7 separate regions of the Mus musculus genome follow, and regions 1, 2, 3, 4, 5 and 7 are each linked to region 6. A link is a contact called in public HiChIP or PLAC-seq, Micro-C and promoter capture Hi-C data. All regions are on one chromosome and are shown on one strand. Each heading gives the region's core, a stretch centred on a gene start, on an enhancer-like site or on the middle of the called end of the contact. The rest is flanking DNA. Distances are from core to core; before and after follow the strand shown. Region 1 overlaps Crtac1 (cartilage acidic protein 1). Region 2 holds the start of Marveld1 (MARVEL (membrane-associating) domain containing 1). Region 3 holds the start of Morn4 (MORN repeat containing 4). Region 4 overlaps Crtac1 (cartilage acidic protein 1). Region 5 overlaps Crtac1 (cartilage acidic protein 1). Region 6 holds the start of Cnnm1 (cyclin M1). Region 7 overlaps Crtac1 (cartilage acidic protein 1).

What was found. Promoter capture Hi-C pulls out the DNA fragments that hold promoters and counts their contacts. Hi-C and Micro-C count contacts between places; a contact is called where the count stands out from the background. HiChIP or PLAC-seq counts read pairs in DNA pulled down with a chosen protein or histone mark.
Region 1: a contact with region 6 is called in a promoter capture Hi-C map of hippocampal neurons, with 4 times the contacts expected there. The contact joins the enhancer-like site here to the promoter of Cnnm1 in region 6. A contact is called at or near these places in 3 of 39 promoter capture datasets (the C10 cell line, hippocampal neurons and maxillary cranial neural crest), 1 of 115 datasets of contacts at active chromatin or transcription factors (embryonic forebrain) and 1 of 9 other capture datasets (liver).
Region 2: a contact with region 6 is called in an H3K4me3 HiChIP or PLAC-seq map of embryonic forebrain, with 6 times the contacts expected there. The contact joins the promoter of Marveld1 here to the promoter of Cnnm1 in region 6. A contact is called at or near these places in 3 of 39 promoter capture datasets (the 3T3-L1 cell line, cranial neural crest and hippocampal neurons), 1 of 484 Hi-C or Micro-C datasets (cortical neurons) and 2 of 115 datasets of contacts at active chromatin or transcription factors (embryonic forebrain and forebrain).
Region 3: a contact with region 6 is called in an H3K4me3 HiChIP or PLAC-seq map of forebrain, with 6 times the contacts expected there. The contact joins the promoter of Morn4 here to the promoter of Cnnm1 in region 6. A contact is called at or near these places in 1 of 39 promoter capture datasets (hippocampal neurons) and 1 of 115 datasets of contacts at active chromatin or transcription factors (forebrain).
Region 4: a promoter capture Hi-C map of embryonic stem cells shows a contact between it and region 6, with 4 times the contacts expected there. The contact joins the enhancer-like site here to the promoter of Cnnm1 in region 6. A contact is called at or near these places in 6 of 39 promoter capture datasets (cranial neural crest, embryonic stem cells, frontonasal cranial neural crest and 3 more), 1 of 484 Hi-C or Micro-C datasets (bone marrow-derived macrophages), 3 of 115 datasets of contacts at active chromatin or transcription factors (embryonic forebrain, embryonic stem cells and forebrain) and 1 of 9 other capture datasets (macrophages).
Region 5: a contact with region 6 is called in a promoter capture Hi-C map of hippocampal neurons, with 5 times the contacts expected there. The contact joins the enhancer-like site here to the promoter of Cnnm1 in region 6. A contact is called at or near these places in 4 of 39 promoter capture datasets (frontonasal cranial neural crest, hippocampal neurons and liver) and 4 of 115 datasets of contacts at active chromatin or transcription factors (embryonic forebrain, embryonic stem cells, forebrain and 1 more).
Region 7: a contact with region 6 is called in a Micro-C map of embryonic stem cells, with 2.0 times the contacts expected there. The contact joins the enhancer-like site here to the promoter of Cnnm1 in region 6. A contact is called at or near these places in 5 of 39 promoter capture datasets (the 3T3-L1 cell line, frontonasal cranial neural crest, hippocampal neurons and 2 more), 1 of 484 Hi-C or Micro-C datasets (embryonic stem cells), 3 of 115 datasets of contacts at active chromatin or transcription factors (embryonic forebrain, forebrain and stem cell-derived neural progenitor cells) and 1 of 9 other capture datasets (embryonic stem cells).

What each region holds. Positions count from the first base shown.
Region 1 is chr19:42,413,507-42,417,185 of GRCm38.p6, forward strand. Crtac1 (cartilage acidic protein 1) reads right to left here. Exons shown (of 15, transcript NM_145123.5): 2 at 435-637. Gm34299 (a long non-coding RNA gene) reads left to right here. Exons shown (of 4, transcript XR_003952940.1): 3 at 1-18; 4 at 120-1,387. Among named protein-coding and RNA genes, the nearest start is that of Gm34299, 5.4 kb to the left of the region's middle. Within about 2 kb of position 1,750, at least 8 of the 459 cell types and tissues checked have an H3K27ac peak or open chromatin away from gene starts, as enhancers often do. A contact at or near this core is called in hippocampal neurons, where this site is marked.
Region 2 is chr19:42,145,060-42,148,915 of GRCm38.p6, forward strand. Marveld1 (MARVEL (membrane-associating) domain containing 1) reads left to right here and starts at 2,330. Exons shown (of 2, transcript NM_183195.2): 1 at 2,330-3,856. The coding sequence starts at 2,590. The coding sequence ends at 3,111.
Region 3 is chr19:42,084,045-42,088,036 of GRCm38.p6, forward strand. It overlaps Morn4 (MORN repeat containing 4), which reads right to left and starts at 2,326. Exons shown (of 5, transcript NM_198108.2): 1 at 2,153-2,326.
Region 4 is chr19:42,286,305-42,290,018 of GRCm38.p6, forward strand. It overlaps Crtac1 (cartilage acidic protein 1), which reads right to left. Exons shown (of 15, transcript NM_145123.5): 12 at 1,549-1,694; 13 at 869-911. All of the region lies in intron 1 of Gm34347 (a long non-coding RNA gene), which reads left to right. Among named protein-coding and RNA genes, the nearest start is that of Mir3085, 8.0 kb to the left of the region's middle. Within about 2 kb of position 1,852, at least 8 of the 459 cell types and tissues checked have an H3K27ac peak or open chromatin away from gene starts, as enhancers often do. A contact at or near this core is called in embryonic stem cells, where this site is marked.
Region 5 is chr19:42,379,289-42,382,940 of GRCm38.p6, forward strand. The region is part of intron 2 of Crtac1 (cartilage acidic protein 1); the gene reads right to left. Among named protein-coding and RNA genes, the nearest start is that of Gm41848, 16 kb to the right of the region's middle. Within about 2 kb of position 1,588, at least 50 of the 459 cell types and tissues checked have an H3K27ac peak or open chromatin away from gene starts, as enhancers often do. A contact at or near this core is called in forebrain and hippocampal neurons, where this site is marked.
Region 6 is chr19:43,438,628-43,442,198 of GRCm38.p6, forward strand. It overlaps Cnnm1 (cyclin M1), which reads left to right and starts at 1,786. Exons shown (of 12, transcript NM_001373992.1): 1 at 1,786-3,390. The coding sequence starts at 1,818.
Region 7 is chr19:42,320,595-42,324,366 of GRCm38.p6, forward strand. Crtac1 (cartilage acidic protein 1) reads right to left here. Exons shown (of 15, transcript NM_145123.5): 4 at 3,118-3,254. Among named protein-coding and RNA genes, the nearest start is that of Mir3085, 42 kb to the left of the region's middle. Within about 2 kb of position 2,042, at least 5 of the 459 cell types and tissues checked have an H3K27ac peak or open chromatin away from gene starts, as enhancers often do. A contact at or near this core is called in embryonic stem cells, where this site is marked.

The DNA of each region.
Region 1 (3,679 bases), core at 500-2,999, 1.0 Mb before region 6:
CGCTCTTCTTTGAAATGGGTAATTAACGTTTTCTTAGCCTTATGTAAAGTACCGTGGGAATCAGTGAGCACGCAGCAACCCCTTCTACGGACTAACACTTTTATGTCCTGCCCGTGTAGAACCTCCCTGGGAAGGAAGTGATACCTGCACGGCCAAGGGAGCTGACGTGTGGCAAGAGGCAGCCTTGAGAAGCCTGCAGATAGCTTTCCTCTAAGCTGCCGTTTGCTCAGTGCCCCTACTTTGCAGAGGGCAAAGCCACGGCATCCCAAAACCGCAGCTCTGCCAGCTGGGCTGGTGCTGGCCACAGAAGACTGCAGACCCAAGCGAGAACAAGCATTGGCCACTGCGTTGTGGTTTGGAGTTACTGTCACACAACCGTATCGCTGCAAAGGCTGATTAATACGTCTGTCAGACTCAGGGTGGGAGGCACTTACCCCGCCACAACGATCTCGAAGTCCCCATCATGGTCCACATCTGTCACTGCCACTCCATAGTTGAGCTGGGTGGGGTTGCTGTCATAGTCAGGGGGCAGGACTGAGTTGGTGACTGCAGTGAACATGGGCTCAGCCCTCTGGGATCCCCCAGTGAGAGGCAGAAGCCACAGGGGCGGCAGCAGGAGCAAAGCCATCCTGACCATCTGAAAGCAAAAGTTACAGGCTTTACTGAAAGGTCCCAGAGCTGGGCAAATAAATCCAGTCCCGGGAGGCCATGTCGGCATTCTCCCCTGTCTCAGCCATCATAGAACCACTGCTTTGTAAGTGTCCCATCTCTGCTATCGTAAATCTACAACCTGCCTCCATCCCGGTGGGCCACTGTCCCTGGTCTTTCCCCCCTCTTCTGTAGCACCCATCATTGCACCACTTGCGATGGGATTTACTGCACCTCACACTTAGTTACTGGCTGTCACCCTCTGCTAAAGTACAAGATCCACTTTGCCATGGATATTTGTCTGGTTTGCTTACTTGATATGCACCAGGCTAAGAATATGTTATGCAAGGAGCAGTCAAGATGTATTTGAGGAAGGAAGGGAGGGAGGAAGGAAGGAATGAAGGAATGGAAGATGGAAGGAAGGATGTCCTATATACTCTGAAAGAATGAAGCAAATAACAGATTTCAATGCAGAGGTGGGGGGTGAAACCTTCCTTCACCCACAGGTCACTGGGTCCAGAGCAACAACAAAGGTAGTGGGGGTTGCTCTCCTGTGAGGCATACCCCAGAGGTGGCCTGGCAGGTTCTCCAAGACAAGATTCCTCCCAAGGACTGTTGGTCATTGCTTCCAGACTAAGAGGCAGTCAGTCAAGGGATGTGTTCCAGCGAGGTCTGGCGGCTAGTACATCATTCACTTGGAGAAATTAAACCATTGTGTGTGTGTTTTATTATAAATTAATTATGTATAATGCATTGTATAATTCATTATTATATCTCTAACATAACTCAGGGTGTTGCCAAACAGCCGAAGACCCTTCGGAGCTGATGGCACTCGCCCAGGAGACAGCTGAGAATGGCCAGGGAGGTGGCACTCCACCTGCTCGAAGTGAGAGCAAGAGAGCTTGGGAATGCTGAAGCTAGCTCCACTCTAAGACTCTGCCATAGGCAGAGAGAATTGGACCTCACAGAATGTCCCCGAGACTCTCGTGGAATTCCAGGAAGCCCGCGCAGGTCCAATCCGGCAGCAAAGCACTACCCCTCCTGCCTTCAGTAGGCAGCAGGCCTCCTCCTGCCAGAACTTGGCTGCTTGCTTGTCAGCGCATCTGGCAGCAGAGAACAAGGCTGAGCCGGACTGACATCTTAATGAGGGAAGAGCAAAGGAGATCTGAAGACTGTCTCCCCATATGGAGACAGATGCTCCTGCCAGAAAATGAGCTTGTGCTCCAGGTCAAGGACCCAGAGGCCAAAACGGGGGGTCCAGGCACTGCCTTTAGATCTGAAGCCTCCTTGATGTCTTGCTGTAGAGAAATGCAGGGGCAGAGCTCCATCGGAGGGTAGCGACCATGTAGGATCCATCGTTAAAGGAGGATCTTGCAGTGTGTTCAAAGTGCACATGTTGGGAGCCCATGTGCTCCCATGATACCATGATACCAAATGAGGTCATTCCAAATTAAGAGTCCTCTGGCTAAGACAAGCACACGCTCTCAGAGTTCTGCAGCTGAGCAGGACATTTCCCTGGCTAAGGAAACCCAGAACCATCTTTACAAGCAGGTGTGGGTGGATAAAGAGTATTTAATAGGCAGGGTGGACATGATGAAGTGTAGCAGGGATCTGAAGGTCACGAAGGCTTTTATTTTATTTTACTTAATTGATAGCATGTCTTCTATTGAAGGGACAATAGTGAACTCCTACTTGAGAGCCAAATCCAATTGATTGGCAGTGGCTGGGATATGTGATCAGCTTACAGCACCATCCATGAGTGCTGCCTCCTCGAAGCTCCTTGGCAGCTGCCGTTTGGGTCACCGAGACAGGGGTCAGATCCTAGTAGGGTGACAGATGCCTAACTGGAAGAAGTTCTAAGAAGGGCAAAGTCATGTGACCCGGCCTCTTGATTTTTGCCTTTCCTCTGGTGGTGGGAGGGAGGGGAAGTGTACCTGTGGGTTGACCTCAACTTTGTTTTGATGATCTTGACAAGTTCGAATACCACTGGATCCCTGCTCTCTCCTTTGAAATAAAGGTTTGGGAAGAGACCTCTGAAGGGCCTTTCTAGCTCCAAGACTCTATGGTGGATGAAAGGAAGTTTTTAAAGGAGATATTCAGAAGTCTCCACCACGTGTCCACAAACGGCTTCTGCAAACCTCATACCAACCTGCATGGCTTTTCTCTTCTGAGGATATTAAATCCATTTAAAAGAAAACAACTTTCCAGAAGGGTCCTCTATAGTATCTAAAGGGCCAGGGAAGAGAGCACACGATTAATCACATAAATTTCCAAATTCTTGGGGTAGGCTGGGGGTCGGGCTTAGGGTTTGTGTTCCTTATGTCTAATTGTTCTGCCATGCCAAAGGTACCCCATACACCCTGTCCTGGGGTGCTCAGGACCAGCTTTAGGAAGTGAAATGGTTAGTACTGGGTTATCTTGATGCCAGGTTAGGAAACAGTAACAGTGGGGAAGCTTATGAGAAGCTATGGTAACTGCATCTGCCCCTCTCAGGATGGAAGCTGCCACTGGCATGCTCCTCCTCCTGGCTACTCGGAGTGGTCCACGCATAGAGCACCAGAAGCATCATTTAGCAGCCGATTAGAGATGCAGACTGTGGGGTCTCACCCAAGACCCACTAAATTAGAATATCCATTCTAACACGATGCAGGCTAATTTGTATATACGTTAAAACTTAAGAAGCATTGCACAGCCCTGGCTGAACACTGAAAGCACACGAGGAGCTTCACAAAATTCTCAAGCCTCACAACGATTTCTTAGAGAAGACACACAAGAGCACAGACGACAAAGGAAAGTCGGACAAGATGGCCTATATCAAAATGAGAAACTTTGGTGCGTCAAAGAACACTTGTCAAAGGACGAAAGTCAACCACAGAATGAGTATAAGTGTTTGCCAACTATGTATCTGATAGGGTATTGCCATCCATAGTGTATCAATAAAACACTTCTGCTGCAGTGCGGAGGAGGAGGAGGAGGAGGAGGAGAGGAAGAGGAGCAAAAGGAAGAAGAGGAAGAGGAGGGGGAAGAGGAG
Region 2 (3,856 bases), core at 1,080-3,579, 1.3 Mb before region 6:
TAGGATTGTGGATGAGAAGTCATCTTCATCTGTGCCCTAGCAGCTCCTGAAACAAGGTCAACTGCTTCAACGCTCTGAACCCACTCTTGGTCCCTATTGGTGGGTCAGAGCTCAGAACACCATCACCAGGAGCAGTAAATACAACTTCTTCCACGGGGTCTAGCACAATAAACATCCCCTTCCCCAAACCACACATATCTTACATCCCTGGCCTCTAAAATGGTGCTCAGTGTTTAATAAGCTCTCATTGTCTGCTTGCTGCATGAAATTATTTTACAGATGAAGTAATCAGGCACAGAGGGCTGGGAAACCCCTCCTCCGTGCCCGACGATGGAGTGAGCAATGGAGTGAAGAACTCACTCTTGTTCTCAAGTGTTGGCACTTGCTGGTTGCTAAGGGACAGAACTCAAGTAAGAAAGGCTATGCTGTCTTGTGTGGGTATGCTACACACCACAATTTAAGCATTTATAATATGCATCTGGAGCTTTCTTGAGTAGTATGTACTGGGGTGGCAGTGACAGGCCAAAGTTTTTTTCTTCAAAGGGGAACCAGGCTGCAGGGAAGGGCACCTACTGTTCCAGGCCAAGGGGATGGGACTCTGAAGTGTATGATCAGCTGTGGTTTGATGCAGGCATTGTCCTGTAGGCAAATGTGGCTTGCTTAGTGTCTTAGTTAGGGTTTTATGGCTGTGAAGAGATACCCTTACCACTAAAACTCTTGTTACAGTGTCATGGCAAGAAGCATGGTGGCATGCAGGCATACATGGTGCTGGAGAAGGAGCTGAGAATTCTACATCTTGATCCGCAGGCAGCAGAAAGAGACTGTGTTCCACAGTGTTCCAGCTTGAGCACATGAGACCTTAAAGCCCACAGCCACAGTGAAACAGGTCCTCTAGCAAGGCCACACTGATTCCAACAAGGCTACACCTCTTAACGGTGCCAATCCTTATGGGCTAAGCAGTGAGTTTATGTGGGATGTATCTATTCAAATCACCACACTTAGGTCCAGTACTATTCCTGCAGCCAATTGGCAAGCAACTCCATTTGTATGTACTGAGGGGCTCCTACATGCCAGGCTCAGGCAAAGATGGATAAGCCAGAATAGACCAGTTTTTGATGTAGTAGACTCAGAACTAGGGATGATTCAAATGGAGGCCCAGACAAACAAATAATTGTCAATGTGGGGAGCTCAACCTTAAACCAGTAAGTGCTTAAACTGGGTATGTCTGCTGGTGAGGGAGTGTCTGGAAAATAAAGAGCATTCTGAGTTCATGTGGGAAACTTGCAGTTCATAAGTGACAGAGTTTGGACATGAGTTGGGGAAGGAAGTGGAAAAAACCCAAGAAACTGGAAGTTGGTTGGGGACAGATTATGTAATGTGCCACATTGACAGGACACAGCTCCATACTGGGTTGGGAACAGCCAGGTCAGTTGTGTAACATTGCTGAAGCACAAAGGTTGGCTCTTTGGTGGGGTGGAGAGCAGAGAAGCCATCTCTGGCTTCCTGGTCTGAAACCCTTCAGTCTTCAGGAAAAATGAAAACAACTATTGCTCTCCTGTCTTGGGTCGCGGGAAGCTTACATAGAGAGGGCCCTGTAATGTCAATGAACCTTGGCATCGTTGGGATCCTTGCCATCTAGGTCAATAGTTAAGCATACGGGACATGCCATCTCTGAGACCTAGGCCTGTCCTGACCATGTTAGGTGACATGTTTTTAATCTAAGCAAGACGCAAAGATGGCCAGGAAGGAATGGTCGAAGTGTTTGGCGTTGCTATGCTCTGTGCGCTGTGGGTAAGGCAGCTGGGCCTCCAGTGAGTGATAGTTTTCTTACACTGACCAAGAGACCTTCATGGCAAGACAGTCTGAGACCAGCTTTGGACAGGCGAGTTTGTGGTGGGCAAGTGAAGGGTACTGAGGATGTCCCAGTGAGAACAACTGTCAGTTCAGACCTCCTGCTTACTCAGGCTTGATGGGACGCCTCGATGGGAGAGAATTATGTCTCCAGTCTCCTGTGACTGGAGAGAATCAAGAGGGTCCAGCCACAGGCTGGGCAGAGGCTGTTGTAGCTTTCTTCTCGAAGACCTAAGATCGGCCAGGCCTGCGAGGCAGGAAGGGCTGGGGTGGCTCCAGATGTGGCAAACTTGGCCCAGCAGCCTGGGCAAAAGGCCTGTCATGGGCCAGGGGGGTGCGGGCATTCAGCCCTGGCTGCAGAAGGAAGGAATGGGAGCGGAGGAGAAAGGGGGGGTAGCCAGGGTGGAGGGCGCGACGGCAGGAAGCTGGGAGGCGCGAGGAGGGGTGGAGACCAACGAAGGGGACGGCCAAAGAGCGAGTAGGAGGGCTGGAGAGAGGGAGAAAAAGGAGAGAAGGGAGGAAGGGTGCCGATGAGAAGCAGCGCTGAGGACTTGAAGTAGAGGGAGGAGGGCAGGCCTCGGAGCAGCGGGAGCAGCGGGAGCAGCGGGAGCAGCGGGAGCAGCGGGAGCAGCGGGAGCAGCGGGAGCAGCGGGCCCGGGCTCGGGCCGCCCCCGCGAGCAAGGCGCCGCCATTCCGCTGCTCGGGGCGCCGCCGCCGCCGCCGCCGCGTCCGGGGGCCATGCTCCCGCCGCCCCCGCGCCAGCCGCCGCCCCAGGCGCGCACGGCCCGCGGCTCCCTGCGCCTGCAGCGGGCTTTCCTGCGCGGCCCGCTGGGCGTGCTGCGGCTGCTGCAGCTGCTGGCCGGAGCCGCCTTCTGGATCACCATTGCCACCAGCAAGTACCAGGGCCCGGTGCACTTCGCGCTCTTCGTGTCCGTGCTCTTCTGGCTGCTCACCCTGGGGCTCTACTTCATCACGCTGTTGGGCAAGCAGGAGCTGGTGCCCGTGCTGGGCTCGCGCTGGCTCGTGGTCAACGTGGCGCACGACCTGCTGGCGGCTGCTCTCTACGGGGCGGCGACGGGCATCATGATCGACCAGACGCAGCGCCACAGCTACTGCAACCTCAAGAACTACCGGCTGCCCTGCGCCTACCATGCCTTCCTGGCGGCCTCTGTCTGCGGCGGCCTCTGCCTCGGCCTCTACCTACTCTCGGCACTCTACGGCTGCTGCCGTCGCTACCAGGGCAAGGAGGAGGTGGTGTGAGGCCACCCGCTCCACCGCGGCCCAGATCGGTTTAGGGAATCCCTCCCGAACCCTTCCTGCCGCCGCCTAGTGCCGGTGTGCCCCTGCACCCTCTCCCTGCCTGCGTTTCCACTGCCCGCGCCCTGGATCCCCGACGTTCAGTTCTAGTCTGACTGCTGTACCGCAGCTCAGCCCAGATATCAGCTTCCAGGGACCCACGCAGCCATCCGAGGCGCCGACGCACACACCCAGTTGGGCCGCTTCAGGCGAAGCCTGGAAGTCCCTTTCCTCATTCCCTGTCGAGAGCTAGACGTGGACAGGCGCCGCCGCGTAGATCCGGGGGAGGCTCCCAAATTGGAACCAGTCTTTGGACTGCGCCATTGCCCCCTCCCTCCTGCCCTGCAGTCGGAAGAGCATCCCTTCCCTGCCCCCTCTTCCAGCCTAGGGAGGTGTAGAATGCAGTCAGGCAGCTGCAAGAGGAGCTGGGGACAGGCTTTAGCTAGTGCTAGGATGGATGATGGATGACGTCTTTAGTTGTAGTTTGGCTCTCTCCCTGCGCAGCCCTACGTCTACGAAGTCTTTGGGTGGAGTCAGCTACAGAAGTGGTGGATAGCAAAGGCCTGCTGGCTATACCTTACTTAACGACGCAAGTCTTCTCTCCGCCTAAATCCTTGGTGTTCATTCAGATTGGGCCAACTGTACTAACTTCCCTGGCCTCTCAGATGTCACTCACTAGCTTCCGCCGCACTCCACCTATAAATATGTT
Region 3 (3,992 bases), core at 1,076-3,575, 1.4 Mb before region 6:
AAAAAGCCCAACACTTTAATAACGGACACAGATCGATGTTCACAATACTTGCTTATATGATCCTGCTGAAGAAAATTGATGCCCCAAGCTTTCAAGCTATACACGGAAGAATACAGTCACAAACCAAGACGACTCACATTCCCACAGAGCCCTTTCTATACTCGTGATAGACAAGCTGCAAAAGACCAGTCCGAAACATAATCTAAAAGTACTATTCTGTCTCTGTAATCCGAAGTCCTAGGACCGTGCAAAGGAGACCATATCCTTTGATATTTTACTTAAAAAAAAAAAAAATCCATGGATGGCTCCAAATAAAACCCAAAGACAGGGCTGGTGAGATGGCTCAGCGGGTAAGAGCACCCGATAAGAAGTTGTTTTCATTTTTTAAAAGTGCTTTAAATTCATGTGTTTCAATGTGAACCTGCATGAGTGTATGTATGCTACGTGTGTACAAGAGCCCATGGAAGCCCGAGAGGACTTTAGATGCCCTGGTACTGGAGTTACAGGTGCTGCGAGCCACCATGTAGGTGCTAAGAACTAATTCCTGGCTAGTAAACACTATTCACTATTGCTGAGCCATTTCTTGTGTGTCTCATTGTCTCCCCACCCCTCATAAAACCAAGCTTACTAAAGAACATTTATGTATTTGCAGCAACTTTTGTCTAAATTAAGAAGTTTTTGTTTGTTTTTTGAAAGAGGATCTATGTAGTCCTTGTCCTGGAACTCACTATGTAGACCAGGCTGGCCTTGAACTCACAAAGATCTACCTTTGCGTCCTAAGGCTCCACCATGTTCAGCTTAAATTAAGAAGTTTTAAAACAAAATAACCGGCTGGTGAGATGGCTCAGTGGGTAAGAGCACCCGACTGTTCTTCCGAAGGTCCAGAGTTCAAATCCCAGCAACCACATGGTGGCTCACAACCATCCGTAAGGAGATCTGACTCCCTCTTCTGGAGTGTCTGAAGACAGCTACAATGTACTTCCATATAATAAATAAATAAATAAATAAATTAAATTAAAAAAAAAAGAGTGTACAAGTCACCGGGCAATGGTGGCACATGCCTTTAAAAAAAAAAAACAAAAAAAAAAAAACAAAATAACAACAGTTCCCCCCTCCAATCTACGAATAATCATATCCCAGTTAGAGACTGTTTGGAAGTAGCCACCCAAACTACTCACACAATCTCCAAAATGTCCCCAAAACCACTTTCTTGGGTTGGCAATCTTTTAGTTATAAAGGAAGCAACCAAAAACAAACAAACAAACAAACAAAAAAAACAAAAAAAGGGAAGCAACCTTGGGTTTTTAGAACCCTAAGAGGAGAAAAAAAATGAAAGCTTTGATGAACAAATATTAGGAAACTGGAAATACTGTTTTATAAAATGTGTTTTTAAATGAATATGAAATAATTAGGTTTTGAACTTTATAATTCGAATCCCCTTCCTAGCTGGAAAGTAAACAGGGGCATTGTTACTATAAGCAGGTCTTATTTAGGAAGAATGTGGGATAGTTAGATGCAAAAAGATGAAAAGAGAACACTGGTACAGGAAGGTTTTTAAAAACACGATGAACCAAGAGTGGTGGACTCTCCGAAGTAATATTGTCTGGACACTATTTTATGCCAAGGGAAAGGAGAATGCCTGTGCTGGGCTCTAATAAAGCGAAGTTACTCAGGTTGGTACCTAAGTTGTTTGTGGATGCGGAATTGCAGAGATGACAATCCATTTCCCAAGCCTCAGTATGTGGGACCTCTCCCTACCTGTGGCACAGACGCGCCCTAGATTAAACAAAGCCCCAGACTTTCACCAGGCAACCCAGTCTTCCACTGCATTTTTCATCCCAGCCCGGCTCCGTCCTTTTTTGGGGGGGTCGGCCCCCACCACACAGGCTCTTCAGGCTCTCATGGGTCTGGCATTCCCTCCAGACACAGCCTGGCACACCCCTCTCGATAACCAGTGTTCTGTGTTCTCCGGGGCTACAACCTCTGGATCGAAATTCCAAACCCAATTTTGGGGTCCCACTCACAGCCACCTTCTGGTCAGTACAGCCAGGACAGAGGCTCGCTCCCTAGCCCAGTCACCTGCTTGCCGCCTTAGTCCCTACCTGGTGGACCGCACTCCCAGGTCCTCCTCCCACCCGCGTCGCGAGCCTACCTGAGCTTGGCTTCTGGGCGACGACTGTCACGCCCCAACGCGATGCGGGTCTCCAGCAGCTAGGATCTTTGCTGCTCTGGGCTCCCAACTGCCACTCTCCCCTCCGCCACCTCCACCCGCCTCAGCCACACTGGACGCCGCCATCCCTGACGGGCCGCACTGGGCACAATTCCTGCTGTTCATTGGCTGTTACCTAGGCAACCGCGAGCAACGCCACTCCCCATTGGTCCAGCCCTCTTTCGTGCCATCTTTGTGAGGGGCCCAGTGTTTTGGGAGTCTGGGCCAAAGATCTGAAAGAGAGGTGGGGCTGAGCCGGCTGTCCAATCTCATTAGTCCCAACAGAAAACAAGGACCCAGGTTTCCCCTCTCCAGAGACCTCCAGGCATAAACTTTAATCCTAAATAAGGCTGAACAAGTGTTCAAAGTGGCTACCCTCTCTAAAGGTTGTGATTTTTAGATGCATGAACAACTCCACCGCTAAGTATGAAGAGAAAACCTAAACCGTGCTTTAGAAGCTCAGCTTTGTAATTAATGATGCGCTGCACATTTGCATTCATAGGGAATCACTGTGTTCCACGTCTTCTGTATTTAAAATATATTGCTATTATTGGAGCAAATCTTCCCAAATACTGTTCCCGAATGTCTGTATAGCTGTATGTTTATTTATTGAAGTGCGTGTGGGCAGCAAGTTCTTCAGGGCTTGGGAAGCCAGGGTTGTCCGTCGTTGCTTCTCTCATGGAACTCATATGACATGTGTGAGGCATTGAAAGACAAAGCAAATGGCTTCAAATAGCTTTTTGGATTGGGATTTCTTCAGCTGCAGGTTAGAAAATGGTAATGATGAAAATAAGGGTGGCTTTTCAGGACCTGTATGAGAACATAACGCCAAAAGAACGGTAGTTTGAAGTTAATTTGAAAAGATTTGATTTCTGTGTTCAAATCCTATCTTCGCTACTTACAAATTGTGTATGTTTTTGAGTAACTTAGTGAGCTCTCTGGCCTGTAAAATAAGATCAGACCAATAAATTCAATATGGTATTAATAATACTCACTAGGTAATATAAGCTAAACTGTGGAATAGATTGTAGATTAAAGTGCAGTCATTGAGTCGGGCGTGGTGGCGCACGCCTTTGATCCCAGCACTCGGAAGGCAGAGGCAGGCAGATTTCTGAGTTTGAGGCCAGCCTGGTCTACAAAGTGAGTTCCAGGACAGCCAGGGCTATACAGAGAAACCCTGTCTCAAAACAAAACAAAACAAATAAGTGCAGTCATTGAAAAATAGAATGTAAAGAAAGGGATCTCTTTAGAACTTGTGTTAGGAAATATGAAGAAATGAGATTAAATCACAGATTATGTGAGACCAAATTATGGAAAGACCTATAAATTTGCAACAACAACAACAAAAGCTTGCAAAATGTAGTTTCTTTGGCCAGCAAGATGGTTTGTTGGTTTGTTGGTAAGAACAAATTACCTTGTCTCCTTGGGACACAGCATCCAACATCATTGGAGTTATAATGGGAGTTAGTGAAGCGAATCCATGTAAGATACAACGCCCAGCACATACTTAGCACTGGGTAAGCGCTCTCCATGTGTATTTCGACATAGACTTACCTAAAAGAGAAACCTAGTCCCAAGTGGCAGACACAGAAATAAAGTTTGAGGGGAAAACTCAGAATTCCAGGGAGAACTCAGAATCTTGGATCTTTCCTTGCCCATAATATTAAATCCATTAGCTAAATGAGATGAATGATATCAAATACTATTTCCATGGTTCTGAGAACCCATTATATCACTACATGAGTTAGGTAGACATCGCTACATAGCTACTTTACCTATAAAA
Region 4 (3,714 bases), core at 602-3,101, 1.2 Mb before region 6:
CATAGAACATACTCCCTTTCTCTTTCTCTTTTTTATAAACACATCAGTCAGGATGTAAGGCTTTGGGTTGGACATCTTCTGGACACTGGGCTGCTAGATTATCCCCTTCATAGCATATTGGGAGACTTTAGGAAGTCACGAGGAGCTGGAGAGATGGCTCAGTGGTTAAGAGCACTGGCTGCTTGCTCTTCCAGAGGTCCTGAGTTCAATTCCCAGCAACCACATGGTGGCTCACAACCATCTGTAATGGGATCTGATGCCCTCTTCTGGTGTGCCTGAAGACAGCTACAGTGTACTCATATAAATGAAATAAATAAATCTTTAAAAAAAAAAACCCAAAAAGAACAAAGAAAGAAAGAAAGTCATGAGACCCTTGCTGAGCTGGCATCTGGCAGCTATGAGCCTTCCCTGTGCTGGACCAGGCTGCAGCACCCTATCTGCACTGAGATCACATTCCAGCCCTGCTGTGCCCAAGCGCCTTCCTCAATCATCTCCCCCTTCATCTCTCCCATCCTTCTCGCTGGCTGCTTCTCAGGCTGGCCATAGCATGCTTCTGCTCTGCCTCTGCCAGGGTGAAGCTTATCCATCACAGTCTCAGTAGATACTGAGACGACTCATGCCATCCCCAGGTGGCAGGCTGGCCCTGCCAATGCCCAGCAGTGAACTGAATCAGCCTGCAGTTGCTAATGTCACTTTCACCTTGGTGAGTCATGGAGTTTTGGCATCTGGAACCCTAAGGACCAATAGTACCTTTTTCTCCCTATCTTTCTAGCCCCTGTCTGCGTCTTGGACCTTGGCAGGTCAGGCTGACAGTCCCCAGGAAGATCCCAGCCTCTGCCCCGTCCTCTGGTGCCTATAGGCAACTCACCCATGCAATGGCCATTGTCCTGCTGGGAGAATCCTTGGCCGCACTGCAAGGTGGGCAGAAGCAGAGACACTTGTGAGTTGAGAGGCCTCATCTCAGTTCCCTCCTAGTCACAGTAACAGAGTAGCTGTCACCCTGATTGCAGCTTGAGAGGTGCTTTTAGCCTGGGCCTGAGGGGAGCCCCTCCCTCTTATTCTAGCCTTGAGCTAAGAATGGAGAGAGATGGTGTGGGTGGGGGAAGGCAGAACAGTTATAATCCACACTCTCCCTGTACTAGAGAACTATGTACCTCAGATAGACCTGAAAGTGGACTAGAGCTGACCTCTAAAAAGCCTCCAGAATTCTGGTGTATGGTCTGAGCCTCTTCCAAGGACAAGAGGAGGCCTCTTCAGGTATTCAGAAAATACCGAAAGTAGGAATCAGTTCTCAACACAGTGCACAACAACCTTAGCTGGCTTTGGCTTCATTCTCTGGGCCTCTGGTTTCCTCGTCTGTAAAATGGGTGCACAACCCATGGCGACATCATCTGAAGCCTGCCCTTTGCTGAGACCATCTCTATTACTCTTTGATTCTAGAGGGCAAGTCTACAGATTTACCCCTAGGATCATGGGTGATGCTTGCTTTTTGTTTTGTTTTGTTTTGTTTTGTTTTTTTGACTATGCGGCCCAGAGGCTTTGGCCCACCTCTAGTGGGGCTGTGTTCTGAAGTTTGTCCTCATCCTGGGGGTAGAGGATCTCCAACACCGAGTTCATCTCCTCGCTGGCCACACTTCGGCTCACCATCTTGCCATCTGGCCACGTCACCTCCACACTGCTGGCTTCATCCCGTCCTGTGGGAGGAAGGAGAAGGGTCAGGAGCATGAGAGAGAGGGCCTCTTGGAGTAACTATGGTAACAAAGGTTGTAACTGACGACACACTCTCCTAAGGGCCGTGGGAACGATTTAGAAGCTCCTCTTTGGGGCCATACTGTCCAATCGACCATTCTTTAGTGATGGAAAAGCCCAGTGTCTGCCTTGTTCAGTGCACTAGCCCCTGGCCGCGGTGCAGGATGAGAGTTACTGAATTTAGCATTTTACTTAATTTAAATTAATTTACATCTCAACAGCTACATGATGCATTCTAGGCAACAGAACAGGCATGAGGAGGTTGAATTTGGGGAGCTGTGTGGCTCAGAGAGAAGCAGGTTGACTTCAGAGCCAGGGGTTCACATCTTGGCTCTGTCACTTGCTTGGTATGCTGAAAGAACATGACCAGAGCAGGTGGCTGGGAGTCCTGGGGACAAATCCTAGCTCTCCAGCCAACTCGTGTGACCTTCCGAGCTCGCTCACATTTCTATTTCTGGAGCCCTGCTAGAGCCACACCCCTTCCTGTGACTGGAATGTCTCCTCATGGGTTTCCCTGTCCATCTGGGAGGTGGGCAAACAGACAAATAAAGAAATAAATCATGGTGTCTATTGACACGCTTTGTGAAGAAAGGACAAGGAGTCATTCAGGGCTGGCCAGATCCTGTTCAGTAGTCAAGGTCAAACTCCTGGGGAGGAGGCACTTGAACTGAGCTGTAAGTAAAGCTTACAGGAAAGATGGGGATTGAGGGCACCTAAGGAAGGCCACTGCAGATCCGAGCCATTTACAAAAGATACCTGTGGGGGCTGGAGAGATGGCTCAGTGGTTAAGAGCACTGACTGCTGTTCCGATGGTCCTGAGTTCAATTCCCAGCAACCACATGGTGGCTCACAACCATCCATAATGGGATCTGACTCCCTCTTCTGGTGTGTCTGAAGTCAGCTACAGTGTACTTATGTATAATAATAAATAAATCTTTAGACCGGAACAAGCAGGGACTGAGCGAGTGGAGTTGACTGGAGCGAGCAGGGCCGAGTGGAGAGAGTGGGGTTGATCAGAGAGAGCAGAGGTCCTAAAAATTCAATTCCCAACAACCACATGAGGGCTCATAACCATCTGTACAGCTACAGTGTGCTCACATACATAAAATTAAAAAAATCTTAAAACAACAACAAAGACAAACAGAAGATACTTGTAAAGCTCAGACACTGTCCCTTGTGAATCCATCACACACATCCCTACAGCAGCATGCTATAGCAACACATCAGGAAACAGGTTGGGAAGGTTGGTCCAGTGTTTAGGCATTTCTAACGTCCGCTCAGCTCCTGCATCAGGAAGTGGGCTAGCCCTGTGGCAAGGTCTGGCTAATGGTGATGACTTAGGGGTTGATCAGCAGCACCTGCCAGCCTTTCTCAGGTTGTAAGGGAAGGCAGGCAGTGCCCAGTACATCGCTGGAAGAGTGCAGGGACAGTCATGGGAAAGGCTCAGAGGACATCCCCGCTCCTCCCACAGATCCCTGGGGCAGGGTGAGGCTTGGACAGCTCACCTGTCTGTTCCAGGTTTTGCTTCATCTAGATCAGAGGTTCTCAACGTTTCCAGTGCTGCACCCCTTGAATACAGTTCCTCATGTGGTGGTTACCCCCAAACATAAAATTATTTTCTGTGCTACTTCATAACTGTAGTTTTCTTACTTATCATGAATTGTAACAGAAATATATGTGAGAGGGTCCTTCAACTCTAGAGGGGTCTGGAACCACAGGTTAAGAACCCCCTATCTAGTCCGAGGCAGCCTCTCAGCAGGCCAATTGCTATCCCCACAACTCCCAGATCCGGGTTGGGAAAGGACCAGAAGAAGGCCAAGTATAATTCTTCTGTTTTAAAACAGAATCGTGAGGCAACATGAAATCTGGCATTTTTTAGGGCGTGCACGTGCCCAAATTAAGTGGCACATTTGAAAAGCAAACATTTTCCGTTTAAAAAAAAAAAAGGAGACAAAAGCAAGTGTT
Region 5 (3,652 bases), core at 338-2,837, 1.1 Mb before region 6:
GTCAGCACACCTATGGATAGGGCTTAGGGGTTTCATGAACTTCCTCCTAACCTACTTCCAAAATGACAATGTGCTAATTGCCTGGAGAGACAACCTTATCACCGTCCCATAAAAGCCATTCTCAGGCTGGCTCAGCTAGTTAAGCCTGTCTGAAGACCTGACTGAGCTCAATTCTCAGGAACCACATAACGATGGAGTTCACCATCATTCCAAAGTTGTTCCCGGACTCTACTCACCCAGCAATTAAAAAAAAAAATTAAAAAAGGGTTGCCACCCCCACCCCCACCCCACCCCCACCAAAGGTTACAAGTGACTGCCCTGGACATTCTCTAGTGACCTCATATTTTCTGCTTTTAAGATCAGGCTGGTCAGTAGAGGCACACACCTTTAGTCCCAGCACTTGAGAGGCAGAGGTATAGGGTCTCTGAGTTTGAGGCCGGCCTGGTCTACAGAGTGAGTTCCAGGAGAACTATCTCGCCTCAGAGAAACCCTGCCTTAAAAAAAAAAAAAAAGATGTAATACAAATTATTGCTTCTGTTTTAAATCTCCCTTTGAGGAACTTCTAAGCCATGGCACCGTGTACTACATGCAGAAGATATTTTTGCATGGAGGAGGTGTTTCGTTAAGTCTCGCTCAGCCAGCTCTGCCTACACACCAGGAAGGGGAGAAGTCCCGGAGACACCCAGGAAGCCTGTGTCAGTGTGTAGCATGGAGGAATGAAGCATAAAGCAGGACCTGCCAGCAGTCCCCGCCAGGCACCCCCTGCTGTGGAACAGGAGACGAACTCTGTTGTACATTTCTGATCACAACACGGCTCTGACTCTTCTGGTGCTCAGCACCTCTGGTTAGTGCTCCTGGCTGCAAGGTCACCTGCCTACAACTCAGAAAAACACCAGACAACGTTGCTTGGAGCACCTGAATAGAATTCTGACTACAGGGCTGGCACCTCGACTTCTTTCAACACTTTCCAATTTCCTCAAAAAAATAAAGGAAAAAAAAAATTCATCCAGAGGGGGAGAGATCACTCTGGAAGAAATTGTTTAAATTGTATTCTTCTTGGGGTCGCCAGAGCAGCTTAACTCCTTGAAGATAAAAAGTGCATGTCATTTCTAATTCTTTGGAGTCCGGTGGCATCTCTTATCCCACCGGGCTGCATCCCTTCCCTTGGTCTGGGGTCACTCCTGCCCGTGAGCTAACAGCAGGACTCAGGAGCCAGGCTGCTCAGGGCTGCCTCCCTTACGGGATCAGGGAGCAGGAGCTGCGATCCTAAGGCCGGCATTTACACTCCCTGCTCAGAGATAGGAAAAAAGACCCTTTTCTTCTGCTTGATATATTTAGTAACGACCTTAAAGAGTCTGCGAGGCTGAATGAATTGGTGCATCTCGCTGCATTGGAAGCAGCTGCCACGGCTCAGACAGGAGGAGGGAGAGGCTGGAGGGGAAGAGGGGAAGGCGGCGGGGCGGGAGTCGGGAGTCGTTGGGGAGAAAGGGAGCGGGAGGCCGGGAGAGAAGCGAGGGAGAGAAGGTGGAGACAGTGGGGAGGAAGCCAAGATGAGGCGCTGGAAGCGCTGGGCCTAGCCAGGCTTTGTGTGCTGAGCCCCTGGCTGTCTGGGCGGCAGGCAGCCTGGGATCGATTCCCGGTGACTGTGGAGGGTCAGCCCGGGGTAGGGTGGGGGGTGGCGGTGGGGGTGGCTGTGGCCAGAGTCTACCGTTAAATCTGGCTAAATGGCAGCACTTAAGAGCCCTGTGAAGGAATCCAATTTGCTCACAAGGATCGTCTACAAATTTATATGTCGGCATTTAACACAAAACGCGCCTGGACCAATCCCAGGGCAGAGAAGAACCTGGCCTGGCTGATGGACCCGCCTCGCCATCCCGCGCTAGTCACTAAGTGGGGGAGGGGGAGGCCGGCGCCTGTCCCCATAGGCCTGCTGACTGCAGGGTTTGGAAGGCTTGGGACCTCTGGATCTGGTGTGCCCAGATGTTGAAACGTCCATGCAGGAGATGGGGGGCAGGGAGGGGCGGGAAGCTGGGAGATCCCTCCTTCTTCTGTTTTCAAGGAGGTGGGAAGTGGGGCAAGGAGTAGCTGAAAGATTCCTGTTCGGCATCCAAAAGGAGGAAGAAAAATAAAACCTAGTACTTTCGCCCAGGTCAGGATCAAACCCCAGTCCCACAAAAGTGTTTTTTCCTTAGCGCCGTTGCCGTCAACTCCGTTAGCCATATATCTTTGGCATAGGTCTTGATAGACCCTTCCTCCAGGCCTGCAGAGCCTCCCGGAGCAGGGTCATGGCTGGATTTGCAGCTCCTACTCACAGAGGCCTTGTCTAAATATCACACTGTCCCACCTAGACTGAGAAACACCTGGCAAAGCTTGCTCCAAGGCTGGCAGGCAACAGACCAGTTTGCTGCCTCTTGAGACTGTGTAGTCTCAAGCTATAAAGCCAGGAGAGAAAAAGGAACGCTGTCCATGGTATGTCGGGCCCCTTTACAATTTACATCAAAGACCCCTAAAAGGGAGTTGAGGCAGCAGTCCAAAGATCCAGAGGGAGAGACGGGCTCAGATGGACTCTGAGAACCCTGAAGACTTTACGGAGAGTTGAACGGCAGCCTGAAGAGCCTGGCTGGGCTCTCCCAAGCTCCAAGAGGCAGGCAGGTTGCTGCTGCTTGCACTCATCCAGGGTACCACTGATTAGGTGGCTCAAAAGCCCTCGGAGAGGAATAAACAAACATCTTCAGAAGGTCCTCAGTGCTCGCTCGGCTTCTAACAAAGCTCTACGGAGCTGATTAGTGACTTAAACATGCGGGTGATAAAAAAGAAAACCAAATGTCTGTACAGAGAGGCGAAAGGGTTTCATAGTTAGCAGTCCGGGCACCGGCTCTAGGACACCTGAGTTCAGAGCCCAGCTTCCCACATAGAATCCCAAACATACACAGCTCAGCACCTGTCATGATAAGCAGCTTGCCAAAGGACTTAGACCTGTCATGGAAGACGCCTGAGCTGAGGCCCTTTATAAATTACCTTTGGCCCTCTTAGCTGTCAGGGGCCCACCTGGTCTCTGGGACAGCTTCACTGGCCTTACCGAGCCTCCCTGGGCTCACCTGTACCACACAGATAACCTAAGTACCCACATCATGGGGTGAACAGATGTTCAAATGAGCTAGCCCCTGTAGGGGGCTGAAGATAGTGCGGGAGACACAAGAGGGCTTAAGTCTCAATGCTGATAGTTAGTTTCAGTAAGCATGCTCACTGCTAGGTTCAAATTCTGTTTGTTCTATGGGCAAACCAGAAGACCATTGCAGACATCTCGGTTGGATCCAATTTTCTCTCTTATCCAGCTCCCTGCCACAGTTCCACATTGTGCCTGTAATGGGGGAGTTTATCACATTCTATTCTTTGTACGAGATGTCTATGGATATGTCTGTGGGCTCGGCTATAACAGATTCCCATCCTCTTGAATTCAGGACTACACCGTATCCATCTTTGTTTCTCCTTGAGTGGCTGGCAAAGTTCCTTCCTACAGCTCAATAAGTGTTTGCTGAGCTGAATGTGACGCAGACCCACATAGCTTGGCGCAGTCATCTTTGTTAATTTAGGCCTAGGCATCGTCTTAACAGCAAGTGTAAGCTGCATGCTCTCCCAGCACCTGGGAATC
Region 6 (3,571 bases), core at 536-3,035:
TCACCTTAAAAGCAAAACAAGATGAATGGTACAGGCACACACATACACATGTGCAACCACACAAAAATGCACACACACACACACACACACAAATGTGACCTCAAAATAAGCAATTATTTATTTAATTAAATATTGTACATATCTATGGTATAGTCACCTAAGGAATGAAAACTGCTGCCAAATGTTTAAAGCTCAATCATTCCTTAACTAGATGAACACACTGTGACTTATCCACATAATCAATTCGGCTCATCTACAAATGGATGGGTTATTGGCAAATGCAACTTGGATGAATGTTAAGTACACACAGTGAGCAATGGCAGCTTCCAAACGCTGCTTGCTTACTATTCATACGATTCTCTGGGAAAGGAAACTACAGAGGAAAAGGCCAAGGATGGAACCACCCACTCCAAGTGCAGGTGTGATGTGGGGGGCGGGGGTTGGGGTGGGAGGGGTGGGGGGGGTGGAATCCAGGGCCTACTGTGTGCTAGGCAAGCAAGCTACATCCCCAGGTCAGAATGGAACTACTTTTTACTAGGATGGGTACATGAACACGCATCCATCGACGTGTGTAATAGCATTGCAGAGGGTCGTGGTGCACATGCGTAATCCTGGAATCATTCTTGGCAATCGAGTGAGCTTGGCCTGTGTGACATGAGACCCAGTCTCAAAACGCAATGGAACATACATAGCAATATAACAAAAAAAAAGTGATTTTTGCTACATACACTTAAGAATCGAGTCATAAAAATAAAGCAACACTAGCAGATGGTGGATAGAAATAACGTGAGCAGTTCAGTGGGGGAAAGGCTCCCAGATCTTCCTGGGGAACAGTCGGGTGTGTATTTTTACTACAGTGATGGTGGTTACACAAATTTAGATATGACAAAATGATAGGAGTTTTACCCCAATGTCGGTTTCCTGCTTTTGATGTAAACCGTAGAAGGAACTGAGTGAAAAGCAGAGTTGTTTCTGTGTATTCTTTTAACAACTTCTTGTTAATCTGTGCATTGAGACTAATCCTGTTATTGTATTTATTGAGCATCCTCCCATTGGCATACACGAGCATGTGCATAAACTTTATCCGTGAATACTTTTAACAAAACGGCGGTATATTGCATCATGGTCCTGAACCTTACTATTTTTTTTCTTTGGTGACTTTTCCAAATTATATAGACATTGGGTATTGTACAGTCTTTTCCTGGATGCATAATACTCTGTTCCAAATTGGTCCCATAATGCATTTCAATTTATTGATTAACACTGGTATCTTAACAAGGAATTGCACTTAAATAATTTGGAAATTTTTACAATATGAAAGATTAGCTAGAATTTGATTGAGGCCAATTTTTTTCACGGATTTCATAGGACCAACCACCAGAATATCTTTTAATTAGAAGCAAGAACACGAAGGACAGAAGGAAAACGCTGGGAAATTTCCTGGGTCCAATGGGAAGCAGTGAGCCTGCAGTTTGGAATTACTGCCGGGAATTCGCCATAAGGGCAGGGAGTGGAATGGGGGAAGGTTGAAGAGGAGGAACTACAGATGTAGGAGGCCATGCTCCAAACCCAGCCTTCCCAGGGCTCAGATATACTTAAGTGTATCCAGGCTAGGCACTGTGACGGTGCGTGGCCACCAGGCGGGTTCCTACCACTCCCACCATCACCTCCCCCACCCCCGCCTCCAGCCCACGCGCGCAAGGGGAGCACACGTGGTGACCTGCCTGGGGCTGGATTCCGGGCTCCAGCTCCTCCTCCCTCCCTCCAGCTCGCGCTCGGCTTGCTGCAGTATCACGTGCAACCGCGCCGGGTGCAGGATGGCGGCGGCGGCCGCGGCGGCAGCAGCGCTGGGTGTCAGGCTCCGGGACTGCTGCAGCCGGGGCGCCGTACTCCTGCTCTTCTTCTCCCTGTCCCCTCGGCCCCCGGCCGCCGCTGCCTGGTTACTGGGTCTGCGACCCGAAGACACTGCCGGAGGCCGCGTGTCTCTGGAGGGGGGCACCCTGCGGGCGGCCGAAGGCACCAGCTTCCTCCTGCGGGTCTACTTCCAGCCTGGCCCGCCGGTCCCCGCCGCGCCCGTGCCCGCACCCTCCCTGGCCCCGGGGGAAAACGGCACGGGCGATTGGGCCCCGCGGCTCGTGTTCATCGAGGAGCCCCCGGGCGCGGGCGGCGCGGCGCCCAGCGCGGTCCCCACGCGTCCCCCGGGACCTCAGCGCTGCCGCGAGCAGAGCGACTGGGCGTCGGACGTGGAGGTCCTGGGGCCCCTGCGCCCCGGGGGCGTGGCGGGCTCGGCCCTGGTCCAGGTGCGGGTGCGGGAGCTGCGGAAGGGCGAGGCGGAGCGCGGCGGCGCGGGCGGCGGCGGGAAGCTCTTTTCGCTGTGCGCCTGGGACGGGCGCGCTTGGCACCACCACGGCGCCGCCGGCGGCTTCCTGCTGCGCGTCCGCCCGCGCCTCTACGGCCCGGGTGGGGACCTGCTGCCGCCCGCGTGGCTGCGAGCGCTCGGGGCGCTCCTGCTGCTGGCCCTGTCCGCCCTGTTCAGCGGCCTGCGCCTGAGCCTGCTCTCGCTGGACCCGGTGGAGTTACGGGTGCTGCGGAACAGTGGCTCGGCCGCCGAGCAGGAGCAGGCGCGCCGCGTGCAGGCCGTGCGCGGCAGGGGGACCCATCTGCTCTGCACCCTGCTCCTGGGCCAAGCCGGCGCCAATGCCGCGCTGGCCGGCTGGCTGTACGCCTCGCTGCCGCCGGGCGTCGGGGACCCCGGGGAGGACTCCGGCGAGGCGGGGGTTCACTTCCCGTGGCTGCCGGCGCTGGTGTGCACCGGCGCCGTGTTCCTGGGAGCCGAGATCTGTCCGTACTCGGTGTGCTCGCGCCACGGGTTGGCCATCGCCTCGCACAGTGTGTGCCTGACCCGGCTCCTCATGGCGGCTGCCTTCCCGGTGTGCTACCCTCTGGGCCGCCTCCTGGACTGGGCTCTGCGCCAGGAGATCAGCACCTTCTACACGAGGGAAAAGCTGCTGGAGACGCTGCGGGCCGCCGACCCTTACAGCGACCTGGTGAAGGAAGAGCTCAACATCATTCAGGGAGCCCTGGAGCTGCGCACCAAGGTGGTAGAGGAGGTGCTGACCCCTCTAGGGGACTGCTTCATGTTGCGCTCTGACGCCGTGCTTGACTTCGCCACTGTATCCGAGATCCTCCGTAGTGGCTACACTCGCATCCCGGTGTATGAGGGCGACCAGAGGCACAACATTGTGGACATTCTGTTCGTCAAAGACTTGGCCTTTGTGGACCCGGACGACTGTACCCCGCTGCTCACAGTCACCCGCTTCTACAACAGGCCCCTGCATTGTGTCTTCAATGATACCCGGCTGGACACTGTACTGGAGGAGTTTAAGAAGGGTGAGCAGTGGTCTTATTCTTCCCCAGCTCCTATCCCCCTTCAAAGATAAAACTGCCCTTCATAACCATGAGAGGCTTCAGGTACCCAAAGAATACCTCTGATCTATGTATGGCGCTAAAACTCCAGGAAGGTCTGCTATTGGCTCCCTGGATATCTCATGTTTTTCTACCTGGCTGGCAG
Region 7 (3,772 bases), core at 792-3,291, 1.1 Mb before region 6:
ACCACCTGTTTAGCAAGCCCATCAGCAAATGGACAATTAAGTCCACACGGGCTGAAATGCGCTCTGCTACAAATTAGGAGATTTATATAATTCAGTTCTACCTAGATCCTTACTTCAATTCATCAGGGTGATAAAGCAGATAAACACAGACATATTATAGCTACAGAAGATTGCAGAAATTCACACGTGAACTTGACCACAGTAATTCTGAGAGGGTGAGATGATTGCAGGAGGTGTTTCTGGAGCTCTGGGTCTAGAGGAAGGTACAGAGGTGTTTCTGGATGCAGAGCTAACAGTGGAATCACCTGGAGGGCTGGTTTAATACAGACTCTTGGCCCCATTCCTAGGGCTTCCAATCCAAAAGCTCTAGAATGGGCCTGTAGTCTGTGCATGTCTACCAGACTTCCAGGTGCTGCTGAGGCTGTAACTTAGTGGCACAGTGGTTACCTGGAATGAATGAGGTCCTCGGTTCAAAATCCAGTACTACCAGGAAAAGGGAGAGGGAAACAGACTCGTGGGGGCTGCTGCTGGCTAGTGACTCTAGATTCTGAAAAGCACCAGTCAGAGGTTACTAGCCTAGTCCTGGTCTAGTCTCAGGCCCCGATGACTCTTTAGCCGTGGGCACGTCCATCAAGGCCTGCAGGCTGCCTTTTGCACGTGCTAAATGGGGGGGGGGGGAGGGCAGGGTGTCTGAGAAGCCGGAATGAGACAATGTATGTGAAAGGTCTCCGAGAAGATAAAAAAAAAAACGCAATATAAACATGAGGCATAATCGTTATTGACCAGGGAACGCTTCTTGTAAGAGATCAGCTTTGAGCTCCATCCAGGAAGGTGAGTGAGTGACGGGGCAGCTGGAGATAAAGGGCAGGAGATGGCTCCAGATCTGGAGCAGGGCGTGAGGAAGGGACTTGTGGCTAGGCAGGGACAGACTCCCCTCAGCCCATCACCACCCTTGCCAGTCCCCATGAGTTGAGCTGTGTCTCTGGCATTTCTGATTCAGCTGGTCTGAGGGATGCAGCAGGCAGGGCCTGTGCTTTTTAGTGCACACACAGAGTCCAGAGGAAGATGTGGTGTGTCTCATTCTACACTGACCACCACATTTCTCCTGCGACAGGGTTTCTTCCTGAACCTGGAACTTGGCTGGTGGCTAGCAAGCCCAGGAACCCCCCTGTCTCTAACCCCCAGAGCACCAGGATTGCAAGCACTTGTAGAACCACCCCTGGCTTTTTACACAGCGTCCTGGGATTTGAACTCAGGCCCTTGTGCTTGTGCAGCAAGCACTCTTACCCGCAGAGTCATCCCCCTCACCTCTGAATCTCCATTCCTCACAGTGCTTGTGCTGACAATAGTCTGGGGGTCACACTCTGAGAACCACTGAGCAGCTAGCCCAGACACCCCCAGGTGGGGGGGGGGTAAATGAAGATGGCTTGAATGGGGGGGGGTCGTCAGGAAAGCCTGTCTATTATCATGTACCCAGAGCTGGGGTAGCAGGGGGATGGAGTGTGGGTGTGCTCTGCTTTCCGGCAGACAGAGTTCAATTCCCAGCTGTGCCTGCCATTTATTATGTGACCAAGGTCAAGTTGTTTAATTGCTCCAAGCCTTAATTTCCATATCTGTAAAAGGTGATAATGGTAGCTTGTACCCCATGGGCTTATTGTAAAGATTCAGAAAGAAGAGGCCTGTGACGTGGGCTCCGTGCATGGTTGGTTGCCCAAGGGTGGGCCGCTTTTGTCTTCTGTCCTTTGCCACTGCTTTTTGTGTTTTCTATGCCACACTGCATTCCTGTCTTCTAGCTTCTGCATTGGCCTTGGTCTCTCCCAGTTCATTCCGTACAATTCCTTGGACCCAGGAATGGGCAGGAAGCACCTCTTCCCCTGGTGGTGATTCACTGGAAGGTTTTTTTTTTTGTTTGTTTGTTTTTTGTTTTTTGTTTTTTTCTCCGGTTCTCCAAGGTCTTGGAGGATGGAGTGAGGTCAGGCTGGGAGTAGACAGCTTCCGAGCACCGCCCACTGTGCAGAGGGACGACGCCCTCTCCCTTTTGCCTTCCCCACAATGCTTTTGTCCCATGGTTAAATGCCAGTGTGAGGATGACCTTGCTAGGACATAGAGTGTATCCATGATTAACCTCCAGCTCCTCCCTCCAGTTCAGGGAGAACGTCCCACTTTGGCCAGTGTGGGAGGTTAAGTCCTGACGAGAGAGGCGGGGAAACAGAAGGAGTGTGGACAAGATCCCCAGCTGTGACCAGACCTGCCACCTATGGCCCTCCACCTCCCAGGGCTCTTCAGACCCACCTCATTGTCCCCTCCCACCAGGCAGGAGTCCAGGTGGCATGGATTCAGGTCAGGGCTAAATGTGGTTTCACAGCCCAGCTTGGCTCCTCTCCCCAGCACCAGCTTGTTAAGAAATAAATATTTATACCTGGCACCTGCCTTCTCCTAAGGCCTGGAGACCCCTGCTGCGAACATTCGCGCTGAATCCCCAATCCCTCTGTGCCATCTCTTGGAGCCCACCCCTTCAGCCCCACAACTGTGGAGCAGGGCAGCAGCTGTGCCCTCGCTGCCGTGATTATTGTTATAGAGCCAAGCAGGTGGGTGGCAGGAGAGCAGGTGACAGGGTGGACAAATCACATCCCCAGAAGTCGCTGTCTACGGTAGGGCTGCTGGGACCCAGCTCCAAGCACAAACGACAGCTCCTCTCCTTGCTTCCAATTCAGCCACGCTTCCCCATGTTTTGGGTTAAACACAGGAAGGGGGTTGATGGAACCATTGATGAACTAAGGTTCTAGAACATTCAGGTAACCCTGCCTTGACCACTTCTGCACTCCCCTGTTGCACCTTCAATATTATAAAGATATGGACAGGGTCATGTGACTCAATGCCTAGCTCACTGAAGCATTGATTGAATTCATGAAGCATTGATTAATTGAATGAATGAGCACCCCATTTAGTATTGGACTTTGCTTCATGTCTTAGGCATGTCACTGATCTTATTTTTGTTCCCCAGTTAAGCCACTTAGTATCTTGCTTCTATTGTGTGTGGGACAACGGGAGCTACCAAGGTGGGACAGCCTTGGGCCCTCTGCTTCCTCCCAGGCCCTCCTGGGCCCTTGCACTTACCGTCCTGTCTACACAGGCCACGGAGCGTCCCGCAAAGAGGCTGGCCACTCCACGGGCCACATTGACGTCATCACTCAGGATGTCTTCCCACCGGTTATTTCGGAATTTGAACAACTTGTCTGTGTATGTGGCCACACCTGGAGAGAGGAGGCAAGGATGGCTGGTGGACAGTGGACAGGACACAGGGAGGCTCTGGTTCTGTCTCCTGGCATTTGCTACAGGAGCTGGGGCGGAAAGTGTCTGTGGTTAAAGACAGGGAGGCTCTCTGCAGGCAAAGCTCCTTTCTAGTTGTGAACTTGACTCTAGCTGGCACCAGAAGAGAGGCTCAGGCTAAGGGAGACAGCAATTATAAGCCTAAGGTTTAGAATCAGTGAACAGAAGTTCCAGTCTCCATTAGACCTAGATTCCGGACTCTGGGCAGGTTGCTCAGCGTCTCCGGGATTCAGTTTCCTTATCTGTTCATGGGGATGAACACTCACATTCAGTGAGTGTGAATACAGACAAGTGTATGGGCCGCATTCAAGTTTGCTGAGGAATGCATGAGGGGCTGTACACGGAATGCTTAGTCCATTGTCCCCTAAGGGGAGCTCTTATGAGGTGAAAATGAGTCCTCCCTTCTAAATACGAGCCACTCGCCAGACACCAGATCCCCAGT